Linked DNA regions of Pan troglodytes: region 1 is linked to region 2. The links are chromatin contacts, called in public Hi-C maps. All regions are on one chromosome and are shown on one strand. Each heading gives the region's core, a stretch centred on a gene start, on an enhancer-like site or on the middle of the called end of the contact. The rest is flanking DNA. Distances are from core to core; before and after follow the strand shown.

Region 1 (2,700 bases), core at 11-2,510, 43 kb before region 2:
AGATGCGGGTGTCTGTCTGGAAGAGAAACTGAAGAAGCCAGAGCAGGGGATTCCTGCGGATGAGCCGGTGCAGCCAGGGTAGGACCACACCAAGGCTCAGCACACAGGTCATGAGGTGGAAGAAGATGGAGGAGGCCCAGGTGCCTGAGTCCATGAAGACGAACAGAGTGCTGAAGAAGATGCCCATGAGTACCATCCCTACTACCACCACCAGCAGGAAGAAGTCCACTGGGTCCCCCTGACTTTCCACCAGTGTCAGAGAGCGCTTGATGAGCTGGTTGAGGACAAAGCTAATGCCACCCAATACCAGCAGTGCCTCGCCAGGGGTGAAGCAGCGGGGCAGCAGGTACAGCAGGATCATGTTGAGATAAACGAAGATCAGAAGGACTTCCAGGACTTCGATCACCTCCCCCACGCTCAGCGAGTGCTTCATGATATAAATGATAACACCTCCAGCCAAGCCCAAGATGACACAAGTGTTGGTTGGCACTGGGCGAGTGATGCCGAGCGCCAACACTGATGAGAAGAGGGCCACTGCCATGCCAGTGGCTGCCACCACAATGCCAAAACGCTCAAAGAACGGGTTCCCAGCAGTCTGGCACCGCTCCTTCATGACTAGTCCAAGCAAAGGCATGACCATGGAGGCGGGCAATAGGCCACTGTTTGCGGACATTCGGAACTGGAAGACGGCGCTTCCCTGCTGTAGCAGCCGGTCCCACTTGTATTGGACGTAGAAGGCCTGCACTGCGAGGGCCACGGCGCACCACGAGTATCGGTCCCATACGGTTGCGTGGATGCTCAGCACCACTGCAAACACTACTGCCGCCTCTGCCAGCACCGATCCACTCAGCGGAGCCCCAGGCCCCGGGGCCGGAGATGGGCACTCTCGGGTCATATCTCTAGACCTGGGGCTTCACGGAGGCCGGGGCGACTACGGACGCCCTAGACTTCGGGCCCCTCAGCCCCGTCAAGCAAAGGGAGGCACTTTCACCCGGCCAGCAACCTTCTCCCTCCGTTCTCCAGAAGCGAAAAGGGAACTCCACCGCAGGTCACTTCTGCGGCCTGGGAGCTGGCGCCCGGCCACCCCCCACAGCCTCCAACCTACGGCGTGGACGTCGCCACTCTGCAGCCTTCCTCACAGTTACAGCCGCCCCCGCTGCCGGTTCCTCACCTCTTTGGGCCTCGCCATCTTGGCACCGCCCCGCGGCAACGTCACGTGACGAAATCCCCGCCCACGCTCCGGATCCGGGGGCGAGCGGTCACGTGGGCATGGCGTCTGGGGGCGGGGTCAGGGCGCGCGGGCGCGCGAAGATGGCGGCGGCCGCCGGCGGGCCGTGTGTGAGGTGCGGAGCGGGTCGAATGGACCAGGGTGGCTGTGAAGCGCGGTGTCAAAGCCGAGCGGAAGCGGGGCGGGAATTGGAGGCGGGATGTGGCGACGGTGGCAGGGCCAACCCCGGCTGGTTGGACGGGCACCGAGACGGGAGGCGGTTACGTCCAAATGGTCCCCGCGCGCGGGGATCTGAAGTCTTCTTCAGGAGGGGGGCCGGCTCTTCACCCCTTCCCTCCGCGCTCGGCCTCCCATCTCCTCACCCAGGGCCCTTTGCCTTCCTCCTCTCTCACCTCCGGCGCGTCTCTTGGCGCCCCACCCGCGCTTCCTTCTCCGGCCGTGACGCTCCCTCGAGCCACGGGGAGCTTTGCGGTCGCCTGGGGTACCCCCCACCCACGTCCCTGCTGCAGGCTCCCAGTGTCCTGCCCCGGCGTCGAGTGCGCCCTGCTGGCTCCCCGACCTCTCCCGCGATCTGTTCTTGTTAGGATTTTGTTTCGCGTTGAGCGGAGCCACGCTTGCGGCTTCTGTCCTCTCCGCGCCTCGTATCGTTCTTTTCTTGCACTGAATCAGTCAGCCAGCATGTCCAAATCCTCCAGGAGATTTCAGGAATTGAACTAGGCTTTAGGGACAAGAAGATGAAATATTATATACGAAAGCTACAATTTTGACAAAGTGCTTTCTAGCGTCAGACCCTGGTGGAGCGCTTCCCATGAGTTATCTCATTCAATTCTCGCAACTCCGAGAGGCGCCTTCTATTTCACAGATGACTCAGAAGTCCGGCTCAGAGCTAGCCAAGTGATAAAGAGAGCATTCAGGCTGAAGTCTGCGTGCCTCCAGTGCTATAACCAGACCACCACGCCTCCCTCTGTCTTCCACATTGCAGCTCGAAGGTCTTCGTTCTTCCCACCACCCTCCCTCAAAGTTAAACATCCCTGTCTCTTATCCTTCCCTGTGCCAGCAGTGTTTTCCCCAATTTTTTTTTTTTTTTTTTTTTTGAGACGGAGTCTCGCTCTGTCGTCCAGGCTGGAGTGCAGTGGCACGATCTCGGCTCACTGCAAGCTCTGTCTCCCGGGTTCATGCTATTCTCCTGCCTCAGCCTCCCAAGTAGCTGGGGATACAGGCACCCGCCACAACGCCTGGCTAATTTTTTGTATTTTCAGTAGAGACAGGGTTTCACTGTGTTAGCCAGGATGGTCTCGATCTCCTGACCTCATGATCCGCCCGCCTCGACCTCCCAAAGTGCTGGGATTACAGGCATGAGCCACCGTGCCCGGCCCTAACAATATTATTATATAACAAGATTACTTTCCAAAAATTTAACAAATCATTTTGTATATTGAGATTTTTTGCTTTTAGAGAGTAGACAAAATGGC
Region 2 (2,734 bases), core at 14-2,513:
TCCTGGTACTGTTTTTCTTTCTTTTTTTTTTTTTTTTGAGACGGAGTCTCGCTCTGTTGCCTAGGCCGGAGTGCAGTGGCACGATCTCGGCTCACTGCAAGCTCCGCCTCCCGGGTTCAGCCATTCTCCTGCCTTAGCCTCCCGAGTAGCTGGGACTACAGGCGCCTGCCACTGCGCCCGGCTAATTTTTTGTATTTTTTTTAGTAGAGACGGGGTTTCACCGTGGTCTCGATTTCCTGACCTCGTGATCTGCCCGCTTGGCCTCCCAAAGTGCTGGGATTACAGGCATGAGCCACCGCGCCCGGCCCTTCCTGGTACTGTTTTTCTTTTGAGACAGTCCCACTCCATCACCCAGGCTGGAGTGCCGTGGCATGATCTCACTGCAGCCTCCACTCCCAGGTTCATGTGATTCTCCTGTCTAAGCCTCCCAGGTTGCTGGGATTACAGGCGCCCACTACAACACCCAGCTGATTTTTTTGTATTTTTAGTAGGGACGAAGTTTTGCCATGTTGGCCAGGCTAGTCTCGAACTCCTGATCTCAAGTGATCTGCCTGCCTCAGCCCCCCAACATGCTGGGATTACAGGCGTGAGCCACTGTGCCTGGCCCCTGGTACTGTTTTATGACTGGCTCCCTTCACTTGATACCATATCAAGCAGTCTTGATGTGCTTCATGCCACATGGGCACATTTGGACTTCCTTCATTCTTTTTTGTCTTTTTTCCTTTTTTTAATTTGGACTTCCTTCATTCTTTTTAATGTTTGCATATCACATCCTAGAATGGATGCATCCTGATTTATTTGCGCTACTTTCTGTCTTTCACTATTACAAGCAGTGCTGCAGTGAACATTATTATCCCTACCACCCTGTAAACATTTGTTTACAGTTCCAAAGATTTATGTAGGTATAAATGAACATGATATTTTTTATTAGATATTTCCAAATTACCTTCCAAAAAACATTGTAACAGTTTATGCTTATAACACCAAGTATTCTATCCTTGCTGCAAGGGCTTCATCATTGTTTAGTCTTTGCCAATCTAATAAGCAAAAAAAGTTTCACTTTTCAGTTTGTATTTATTTAACCATGAGGGAAGTTGAGCATTTCTTTATACTGATTACTGTCTTTCCTGTGAATTTGCGGGCATCTCATGCTTGTTTGTGGTGATGTCCCTTTTAGCCCAGAGCTGTAGTCTGGATGCTTCCCTTTCTGCCAATTTTCTGGGAGCTCTTCAGTGCCCTTCTGCGGGAGCCCATTGAGGTTTTTGTGGAAGCAGAGCTCTAAGCCTGTGTGTTCCGGTCTCCACCAGGTGGCCCCAATGTCAGTGTATGCTTGTCTGGGCAATGATGCGGCTGCCATTCGTGATGCCTTCCTGACCCGATTGCAGAGCAAAATTGAGGACATGCGCATCAAAGTCATGATTCTAGAGTTCCTCACGGTTGCAGTAGAGACCCAGCCAGGCCTCATCGAACTGTTTCTGAACCTGGAAGTTAAGGATGGCAGTGATGGCTCAAAGGTAAGCCTGTAACCTGGGATGACACTGGGAGTTGGCTCACTGGGAGGCAGATGCTGGGCTCTGCAAGTACAGCTGCTGGCAGTGGCTGTGGAACTGAACTCTTACCTGTCCCTTCTTGCAGGAATTCAGCCTTGGGATGTGGAGCTGTCTCCATGCAGTGCTGGAGCTGATTGATTCCCAACAGCAAGATCGGTACTGGTGCCCACCCCTGCTGCATCGTGCCGCCATTGCCTTTTTGCATGCTCTGTGGCAGGATCGGAGGGACAGTGCCATGCTGGTCCTCCGAACCAAGTAAGTCTGCCTCTGGGAGTAGTTTCATTGTTCTGGTCTATAAAATGGGAGTAATAATAGCTCTTATCCCAGAGGTTTGTTGTGACAGTTCACTGGGAATAAGAGTGCTTAGTCCTGGTTCAATACCTGGGAGTTTTACACTAATTCTCTTTCTAATGCTGCTGCAAGTATTAAGGATCTTTAAATATTAAGCACCTGGAAGGTTCAGTTGCTTTTGTGTTCCTGCCTTTTGCTAACTAGCTGCATCAAAACTCATTATTCTTGAGAAACAGTAGATTCAGGAGAGAGGGGCTTGCTCAAGTCACTGGATTGAATGAAACATTCCATTCTATTGGACCTGCTGGCACAAAGGGAAGGAGTGTTAAAAGGCTAAATTTGGGAGTCTGCTGTCTTATTTCCCTCCCTCCTCTTCTGTGGGGCTTTTGGGAATCTACAGTGGAAGGAATCTTGAAGAGTTTTTATTGATCAACTCTATAATGCATAAGTGTGATTCATGAGAGGAAAATGTAATTTTATCTATGGAAACCTTTCATTTATACGGGAACAACTGACTTATCAGACACATATTAGGATTGAGACTGGTAAAATATGAAGTGACGACCAAAGGGAGCTTGAGAGAGGAGAAAATGACTGTGAGAGGGAAAAAGTTATGATTTCAAACATTTATTTCCTTTTTAGACCCAAGTTTTGGGAAAATTTAACCAGTCCACTGTTTGGAACCCTTTCTCCTCCCTCTGAAACATCAGAGGTAAGCTGTGGCAGAGGGCAGGATGGTGGCTACAAGTCCCTTGGAGGAAAGGCTGTGGGCTGTGAGATGGGGCCGTAGACAATGATACCTCCCCTAATTAAACAACAGAATGTTCCCTTCACTAGAAACGTCTTTCTCAGGAAGTGCCAGCTTTCTGTCCCTTTGATGTCTTGCTTTGGGA

What was found. Hi-C and Micro-C count contacts between places; a contact is called where the count stands out from the background.
Region 1: a Hi-C map of induced pluripotent stem cells shows a contact between it and region 2, with 1.9 times the contacts expected there. The contact joins the promoter of NUP188 here to the enhancer-like site in region 2. A contact is called at or near these places in 3 of 7 Hi-C or Micro-C datasets (induced pluripotent stem cells and stem cell-derived neural progenitor cells) and 1 of 1 datasets of contacts at active chromatin or transcription factors (stem cell-derived excitatory neurons).

What each region holds. Positions count from the first base shown.
Region 1 is chr11:9,509,963-9,512,662 of NHGRI_mPanTro3-v2.0_pri, reverse strand. NUP188 (nucleoporin 188) reads left to right here and starts at 1,260. Exons shown (of 44, transcript XM_520414.8): 1 at 1,260-1,343. The coding sequence starts at 1,270. It overlaps DOLK (dolichol kinase), which reads right to left and starts at 1,185. Exons shown (of 1, transcript XM_001162301.5): 1 at 1-1,185. The coding sequence starts at 895.
Region 2 is chr11:9,466,645-9,469,378 of NHGRI_mPanTro3-v2.0_pri, reverse strand. It overlaps NUP188 (nucleoporin 188), which reads left to right. Exons shown (of 44, transcript XM_520414.8): 26 at 1,308-1,514; 27 at 1,636-1,805; 28 at 2,484-2,553. Among named protein-coding and RNA genes, the nearest start is that of SH3GLB2, 35 kb to the right of the region's middle. Within about 2 kb of position 1,263, at least 5 of the 24 cell types and tissues checked have an H3K27ac peak or open chromatin away from gene starts, as enhancers often do. A contact at or near this core is called in induced pluripotent stem cells, where this site is marked.